Linked DNA regions of Sus scrofa: all the other regions are linked to region 1. Evidence: chromatin contacts called from public Hi-C and HiChIP or PLAC-seq data. All regions are on one chromosome and are shown on one strand. The core of a region is the stretch at or near the end of the contact, and the rest is flanking DNA. Distances in the headings are between cores, read along the strand shown. Region 1 holds the start of NEIL1 (endonuclease 8-like 1). Region 2 overlaps CSPG4 (chondroitin sulfate proteoglycan 4). Region 3 overlaps SNX33 (sorting nexin-33).

Evidence for each region. A called contact is a pair of places that touch in the nucleus more often than the background predicts. HiChIP or PLAC-seq counts read pairs in DNA pulled down with a chosen protein or histone mark.
Region 2: a contact with region 1 is called in an H3K27ac HiChIP or PLAC-seq map of alveolar macrophages. The contact joins the enhancer-like site here to the promoter of NEIL1 in region 1. A contact is called at or near these places in 2 of 5 promoter capture datasets (fetal liver and fetal skeletal muscle), 5 of 47 Hi-C or Micro-C datasets (embryonic fibroblasts, mesenteric adipose tissue, retroperitoneal adipose tissue and 2 more) and 1 of 2 datasets of contacts at active chromatin or transcription factors (alveolar macrophages).
Region 3: a contact with region 1 is called in a Hi-C map of liver, with 6 times the contacts expected there. The contact joins the enhancer-like site here to the promoter of NEIL1 in region 1. A contact is called at or near these places in 4 of 5 promoter capture datasets (fetal liver, fetal skeletal muscle and liver), 4 of 47 Hi-C or Micro-C datasets (blood, fetal heart ventricle, fetal skeletal muscle and 1 more) and 1 of 2 datasets of contacts at active chromatin or transcription factors (skeletal muscle).

Annotation. Positions count from the first base shown.
Region 1 is chr7:58,267,634-58,270,406 of Sscrofa11.1, forward strand. It overlaps NEIL1 (endonuclease 8-like 1), which reads right to left and starts at 1,368. Exons shown (of 10, transcript XM_013978062.2): 1 at 922-1,368. It overlaps LOC102158857 (a long non-coding RNA gene), which reads left to right and starts at 824. Exons shown (of 4, transcript XR_304481.3): 1 at 824-1,470; 2 at 2,114-2,236.
Region 2 is chr7:57,981,490-57,984,262 of Sscrofa11.1, forward strand. All of the region lies in intron 8 of CSPG4 (chondroitin sulfate proteoglycan 4), which reads left to right. Among named protein-coding and RNA genes, the nearest start is that of SNX33, 33 kb to the right of the region's middle. Within about 2 kb of position 1,397, at least 5 of the 83 cell types and tissues checked have an H3K27ac peak or open chromatin away from gene starts, as enhancers often do. A contact at or near this core is called in alveolar macrophages, where this site is marked.
Region 3 is chr7:57,999,079-58,001,851 of Sscrofa11.1, forward strand. It overlaps SNX33 (sorting nexin-33), which reads right to left. Exons shown (of 2, transcript XM_001929226.7): 2 at 369-2,773. Among named protein-coding and RNA genes, the nearest start is that of SNX33, 15 kb to the right of the region's middle. Within about 2 kb of position 1,428, at least 20 of the 83 cell types and tissues checked have an H3K27ac peak or open chromatin away from gene starts, as enhancers often do. A contact at or near this core is called in liver and skeletal muscle, where this site is marked.

The sequences.
Region 1 (2,773 bases), core at 118-2,617:
CTACTTTCTCATCACCCCACAGCTTGGAATTGGGCCTGCATCTGTTGCCACAGTGGCTGAGGAGATGTCCGCGCCTGGAAGATAAGAGCTGGAAAGTCCGATGTTTAGAGGCTCAGCCAGCAGTGAGGACGAGCCTGCCACCACCCACTGATCAGCACCATAGCGAGGACGAGGAAGAGTGAATGCATGGATGTCCAGGCACATCAGCACTGGAGTCAGGTCCACAGGACTCCGAGGCAGGTGGCCAGAGGCATCAGGAAGGGCTCCCCAAGCTCCAGGCTGTGGTCCGGAGGGGAATAGGAAACCGCCCAAGTCAGCGCCTCGGCAGAGAGAGGCAGAGGCGGACTCCCTCACCGTGGCCAGTTCCCACCTGGCTGAGGGAGGAAAGTCTGCCACTTGCCCCTTCTCCAGTGCGTTGCGAGATCGAAGACGAAGGTGTGTTTTGGGCGGAGGGGGGCATTTAGCCAGGGCAGACTCCTTTGCCCTCGCCTACCCCCACCCTCAGCGCCGCCCCGTTTCGCTGGAAAAGGTGAACTTCCAAGTTCCTAATTTCTCCAGGGACCGGCAATCTAAGGCTCGCCTCCCACCCACTCTTCCATCCACCCCTCCCTGCCCCCACCTGTCCTGGGTTAACCCTGGCTCCGTCCTTCCCAAGGCCCCCAATCCCGTCCTCTCCTCGGCTCTGCTGCACAGACACCCCCACTCCCGCCGGAGGCTACCTGCGCCCCTCCGCGCCAGCTGGCAGTCACTACGGGGTTAAGGCCGGGGGCGGAGCTGCGCCTAGGAGCACGCTGGGAGCCGTCGTCGCTGCTCCAGCGCCCGCTGGGAAGTGTAGTTCCTCAGGCAGGTGGCAGAGACTGTTCAGGATGGGGTCCCCAAACTGGGGAGCCTAGGAGGTGGGAAAAGCTTTGGGGTAGTCACCTGGCCGGGAGGTGGCAGAAGAACCTGGCTTCCCGCTGCCCAGCGACGGCAGGGTCCGGGGTCAGGCGTGAGGGCCCGAGCTGCTGCTGTTTCTGTGGCTGAGGGAAGCCACCCGGCTAGTCCCGGACAAGCTCAGCGCTCCGGGCAGGGAACAGTAGCAACTGAACCGAAGCAGAGGCGTCTGCAGCTGTGCGCAGGGTGGGAACAGGTGCTCGGAAAAAAAAATGCAGTTCTAGGGACCGATGGTGGGCCTAAGTATCAGCTCAGACACAACAAAAACAAAAACATCATCACCACCTGTGGGGTGGGAAATGCAGCGAAGCAGCAAAAAGTAGGGGCCCTGAGAAGCAGAACCCACTTCCGATGTGGGGGAGGGGCTCTCTGCGATGACATTTAGGCTGAAACCTCAGAAGCAAGCCATCTGAGCAAGGCAAAGAAAGGGGACACTCAGTACCGCGAGTGGAAGGAACTGCCAGTAAAGAGGCCTAGAGGCCAAAAAGCGATTGGTCTACTACAGCAGGCCCCTGCTGTTGAAGTCAGTGCTGGGAGGTGAGGACAGACACAAGCAAGGTCAGATCAGGTCTGGCCTCTGGAAGTATCTGTAAGGAGTTTGCATTTCATCCTACATGTAGTGGGTGCTGGTGCCTTACCCACAGCCTGGATTTGCTCCCTTCATACTCCTACTTCCTCTCCTTCATCTGTTTTTCCATTTATTTTGACAAGTATATTAAAGTAAATTGACAAATTATGACATTTCACCCCTAAAATTTAGGCATACATCTCTAGAAAGCGATATCCTACAAAGCCACAGTACTGTTATCAAACCTAACAGTTAACAATAACTTCTTAATATCATCTAATATGTAGCCCACCTTTGGATTTTCCTAATTGTCCACAAAATGTCTTTATAGCTAGTTTCAAGTTCAAGGCAGAGTCCAAACAAGGATTATATTTCTCTTTAGTCATTTTTAATCTATTTAGACTCACCCTACCCACTTCACCTCCCTTTTTCTGGTCTTCATGATACTGACCTTTGTGAAGAATCAAAGCCAGTTGTCTCTGAGATGCCCCATCACATTCTGGATTCATCTGATGTTTCATTGGGTGTCATTAATTTGTTCCTCTATCTGTGGTTTTCCCTGCACACCAGGAAATTAGATCTAAAGGCTCGAAGATAACATATATCTCCTAGGTGCTGCCGTGTTCTCCAAATTGCATCAGATAAGGAGGCACACAACATCTGGTTGTCTCACTTTAGTGAGGCTGAAGTTGATCACTGATGAGGCTGTGACAGCCAGACTTCTGCATTGTAAAGGTATGTTTCACACCTTATAACCACTAAGTAATCTATGGGTTGATTTCATTTCTTTGTTGTTGTTGGTCTTTTTTTGTTTAAATTAACGTAAAATTTACCTATAGTAAAATTCATCTTTTTTAGTGTGTGAGTTTTGACAAATTCGTATACTCACATATGAATTTGCCCATGCACTCCTTTATTTATTTATTTTGGGGGTCACACCAGTGGCATTTGGAAGTTCCCAGGCTAGGGGTCCAATCAGAGCTATAGCTGCCAGCCTACACCACAGCTCATGGCAGTGTCAGATTCTTAACCCACTGAGTGAGGCCAGGGATCGAACCCGTGTCCTCATGAATACTAGTCAGATACTTAACATGCTGAGCCATGAAGGGAACTCCCATGTACTTTTTTAGTTAATACTTCCATGGTACTCACTGGGCAACCACTGATCTGTTTTTCTGTTACTGTGGTTTTGCCAGTATCACACACAGGTATGCCTCATTTTACTATGCTTCATAGATATTCCTTTTTAAAAAAAAAAATTGAAAGTTTGTG
Region 2 (2,773 bases), core at 147-2,646, 290 kb before region 1:
GCCACAGGAAGGGTCAGACCGATACGCTGCTGGGATCACAGAGCCCTCTATGCTGTACCAGTGGGGCCAACAGCCATCACTTAAATTAAGGTCCCTTCTAAGTGCAAAAGGTGCAAGCATTCTAGGGCAGCCCTGGTTCTCCCCAGGGCAGGGCAGTATGGAACTTTCAGGCATCGGGGAAGGAAGTCACCTTAACAAGGGCAGGAAGAGTCTCTCAGTCCTCTCGCATCAATATTCCCCAGGCCTGGGTTCTCTGTTCTCCCAGCTTCTGCTATGGCCCCCTTTCTGCTCCTCCCCACAATGAAATATTCAGCAGGCTGGAGGCTGTAGCAGCTGTGCACCCTGAATCCCTGGGAGCCTTTGTCACTGGATGCCCAGGAAGGAGGAGGAAGTCCCCTCCTGGACCTGCTCTGCTTCCCTCACACCCCAGCAATCCAAGTTCTAGAATGAATGGCCCCTAGGGGGTCTGGCTGGCAGGGCCACCCAGGGAAGCTGGGAGGAGGGCAGGACTGGGTGAAGGGGGCAGGCAGGACTGACAGCGCCACTGTCCCTCCATCCTCTGAGTTGGGTGGGGCAGAGATCAGCTTTTCCCACTTTACAGATGAGGAAACTGAGGCTCACAGAGAGAGGTCAGGTGACTTCATTCCAAGTCCATGGCTAGTAAGAAGCAAAACCAGGACTGTGCCTTCAGACTGCTGGCCCAAGATTTCTTTCACCAAAGAACACTGCTGGTTTCCAGAGCTCAGGAAGCCTTCCCACCTCACCTGTGACTTGCCTCATCCCAAGCCAGTCACCCCCACCCACAAGGAGCTCCTGTACCCAGACATCCAACTTCCCACCCCCACCCCTAAGGGTCTCCATTTCCTCCCCACCCACCCATTGGCCTGGGCCAGAGGTTACAGCTGGTAGTCCTTGCAGGCCACAGCTGGCCCACAGATGTGTTTTACTTGGCCTGCACATGCCTTTAATATTTTTAAATTAGTGGTCAAGATATAACCTTTGGGGGATTACACACACACACACACACACACACACACACACACACAGGCCCTGATTTCCAGTTTCTTATAAGACCTGTGTTCCCTCTTCCGGCCATCAACTGAAGAGCAGCTGTCCCTTTGACTGGCTCTGCTCCCGTCTCAACCAGGCAAGGCTCCCCAGTTCACAGCCCCCCTGCTCCTAGAATCTCCCGCACGCTGTGATCCCAGTCAGTTTCCCTCTCTCTATTGCACAAGTCCTGTTTTTCTGAGAGAAGGAAAATAGTTCCCTGTGTCTCCCGAAAGGGGAAAACAAAAGATAAGCCAAGAAGACACGTTGGGATTAGAAGGGGGAGGGAACGGATTGCTTGAGGGAAGTGGAGACTATGCCTTAGTGTTTAACAGGCAGATGGCCCTGGAGCACAGCGGGTGTGGCTGGAGTGGAGTTGCCGTGGGAGGCGTGGGAGGACGGGAGGTCACGGGTAACAGGGTCACACAGGGTCTTTGAGGCCAAATGAGCCCTTGTACTGTCTGAGCGAGAGTGACATAGCCTTATTTACATGGTTAAAGCTTCACTCTGGGAGTTCCCTTCATGGCTCGGTGGAAACAAATCTGACTAGCATCTGTGAGGAGGCAGGTTCGATTCCTGGCTTCTCTCAGTGGGTTAAGGATCCAGCACTGCCGTGAGCTGTGATGTAGGTGGCAGACACGGCTCAGATCCAGCATTGCTGTGGCTGTGGTGTAGGCCAGCAGCTATAGTTCTGATTCGACCCCTAGCCTGGGAGCCTCCACATGCTGCATGTGCGGCCCTAAAAAATAATAATAAAATGAAAGTTCACTCTGACATCTGTGTCAAGAACAAACTGTAGAGGGGGTGGAGCAGGGGCCAAAGCCAGGACGCAGGAGGTTTGGGGAATAATCCGGGCCAGAAATGATGGTATGTGAGAGGAGGAGAGGAATCAGTGGTGACTCAAGAGCTTGGGGCTTGAACCACTGGAAGAACAGAGCTGTGCCCTCTGCAGTGGGAACCTGGGAGCGGTGGGGCAGGTCAGGGATCATCTGGGACATACTGAGTTTGAGACATCCCTCAGACATCCCCACGGAGCTGCCCGAGAAGCAGGTGGTCATGAGCCTGGAGTTTGGGAGAGCACAGCCGGGCTGCAGATACAAATAAAGGGGTCATCTCGTGGCTGGCATTGGAGGATGTGAGGCCCACTGAGAGCCCGTGAGCAGTGCCTGTAGCTAGAGTCTCAAGGCCAAGCCACAGACATTGAGGAGAAGGGGCAGGACCAGCAAGAGTCTGTGAAAAGGCAACTAGTGAGGTCGGAGGGAGACTAAGAGAGCAGAACCTCTTGGAAGCCACCAGGTGCGCTCAAGGAAGGAACGCTCGATTGGGTAGAATGCCGCTGAGCGGATGAGTGAAAGGAGGCCTGGGAATAGACCACTGGGTCCAGCAACCCAGAGGCCATTGTGCCCTTGGCAGCCATAGGAGCAGAAGCCTGGGTGGAGTGCACTCAGAATGGCATGGGGAAGAGTGTAGACTATTCTTTTTGGACTCTGCTGCAAAGAAGAGCAAAAAAAAGAGTTCCCTGGTGGCTTAGCAGGTTAAGGATCCAGCATTGTCACTACTGGGGCTCCGGTCCCTGCAATGGTGGGAACTTGACCTCTGGCCCAGGAACTTTTGCATGCCTCAAATTCAGCCAAAAAAGAAGAAGAAAGGAGTTCCCGTCCTGGCTCAGTGGTTAACGAATCCGACTAGGAACCATGAGGTTGAGGGTTTGATCACTGGCCTCGCT
Region 3 (2,773 bases), core at 178-2,677, 270 kb before region 1:
GCAGAGGCTTCGGGGGAGGGGGGGTCAAAGGGCAGGTGGTGGGAAGGCAGGAGGTGGGGGAAGATGACCAAAGGGGCCGATGCTAACCTAGGACCAATGGTGGACACTACAGACCCAGCGCCAGGGCCCAGGAGCTCTGCAAGAACCCACCACAATGCTTGCAGCTAGGGGGGAAAAGGAGCAGCAGAACAGGGAGTTCTCCTGTGGTGCAGCAGCTTAAGGATCTGACATTGTCACTGCAATGCCTTGGGTCACTACTTTGTTGGGGTTTGGATCCCTGGCCTGAGAACTTCAGCATGCCATGGTTATGCCCCTCCCACCCAAAAAAGTAGCAAAACACCAAAAGGCAAAAGAAAGAAAAGACAGACTCAAAATGAATAAAATTTAATTAAATATCTACAAGACATGACACTGTCAAGTAATTAACTGAACCCAACTGAAATAGGTATACATGGATGACACTGAGTGTGGAAGGCAGGCAGATTTTCCTATGGGTGATAGGATGGAAGATTCAGTATCTAAAATGCAAAGTGCCAAAGGCCTGCCTAAGGTTTTCCAATGTGCCATCCCCCAAATTGATATGCCTCCCTGGGGAAAGGAGGGGTCCCCATTCGATTTCAGATTACTTTTCTCTTGGGTGGGTTAATAAGAAAGCAAAAGGGAAATTCGGGTCAGTTGTGTAAAAATGAAGCGATGTTCCTCGCACGTGTTCGTTTGTAAATGGAGATCCTGAGTCACTGCAGACGCCACTGTGCAATGCTGGCGCCAGCCTCCTCATCCCTGGGGGGCTGGCGACACTCACCCTCCTCCCAAAGCCCCCGCGCATTTCAGCCATTGCCTTGCCAGCCTCCCATTCTTCCACACCTCTGGAGTGAGATCTGCCACACGCTCCTGCTCTGGACCTACATGAGTTACTCAAGGTGGCTTTAGGGAATGAAGCCAGAGAGTTGGCTCCAAGTCCAGCCCTGCCTGGGTCCCACTGTGTGATCCTAGGCAGGTCCCATCCTCCCTCTGGTCAAGTCTGGGTGTCTTCATCTGTGAAATGGAATAATGATGCCTACCAGGGCTTCCGCGAGGACCCAGGAGGCTGCAGCTGTGTGAGACACTGCTTTTTAAACAGACTGGACTGCATTGGGGTTTGACTAACAAAACAAAACTGAAGGAAAAAAGCTTTGTTGAACCTCAGAGTGGGGTTTCACAATCAGCCCTTCTGAGCTGTGCCTGGGGGAGGTGAATTTTTATGTGTCCCCATAGTCTTTTGACCAGGGCTCACCATCTCCTCTTGCCCCAACCAGCGGGAGGGAGGTGCCAGAGCCAAAATGGTGGGGAAGCAGGTTGGAGTGGGTTGGGGTGAGAGAGGGCGCCAAGCCTGCTTGGCTCCTGGAGGCCTGAGTCAGCAGGCAGGCAGGCAGGCAGGGCGGGCCCAGTGCTCGCAGGCTTGGGGAGGAGATGGTGCAGGAATGTTCCTCCCGCCCAGGCCTGGGCCCTGCCCACCTCATCCTGGCTCCTGCTCTTGTGGATGCTGCAGCCTCAGCTCTGGCTCCAGAGATGGGAGATGGCAGGAGCTTGGTTGAGTGGGTTCAGCCAGGGGCCTTCAGAGGCAGCCTGGCCCTGGGGACTGGCCCAGGGGTGGGTAAGTTCAGGCCACAGAGCCTACCGGGAGCTGGGCTCTGCCCTGAGAACATCCCCCAGACCCACTGGGTTATGCAGCCAACTGCCACCCCCTCACTAGACCTCAAGTTCTCCATCTACGTGATGAGGAATTGAATGTGGTGGTGTCAGATGAAGGATGACCCCAGCTGGCTCCCCAAGGAGGTGAGGCAGGTGGAGTCCAAGAGCATCTATGTGTGTGACACCTTGGCTATGTGCATGTGCGACTTTGTGGCCACATGTGTCTGAGTGTGTGTGTGTCACTGTGTGAGGGTACGGCAGTGTGCACAGAACCATGGTATGGCTCTGAGTAACAACATGGCTGAGACTGACACTGTGAACGGATATCAGCACGCATGTGGGTATGGACGAGTGTGGACAGAGCTCTGAACATGTGACAGCATGTGGCACAGTGGCTGGGAGTGCAATTGTGCAAGCACATGACCATGCATAGGTGTGTGGAGCCAGGTGTGACCTGTGTGCCCATGGGCAGGTTGTGTCTGTGTCTGCTTTGAGTCAGGCCACTGTGTCTGTGATCATGTGGCTGTGGCCCGGGAGGCAGAGGCAGTGCTGAGCTGGGCCCAGGGCCACAATGTCTCCCCCAGGGCCTGGCTCTACTACAACCAAGGCACGGCCATGGCACCATGACTCATGGCCCTCCTGAGTTCAGGAGGCAACAGGATGTAGGATCTGAGAGCTACCTCCACCCCCATCCTCCACATGTAGCCACAAAGCATACTTCTTTCCTGGGCTGGGCCAAGACTGGGGATCAGGGGTCCCCGACTCCCCACCTCCAGGTCCTGGTAGCTGCCCAGGGCAGAAAGAGAAGCCTTGTTTTCCACCCGGCTCAGGGAGGAAACTGGAGGCAGCTGGGCCCAGCTTAGTCTGGAACATCTGCCTGGCATGTGAACATCTGCCAGCAGGCCCAGCCACCACCAGGATACCCCCCTACACACACTGGTTCCCAGTCCCCCATTGAAAGAGGCTCTGGCCAGTCCAGACCCATCTCAAATTCCCCCAACACCCCAACCAACACAGAGATAGAAAGAAACCAGAGAGAAGAGCCCTGACGTCCTCACTTCCCACCACATACAGGTCTGTCTCAGCCTAGAGACCTCAGGAT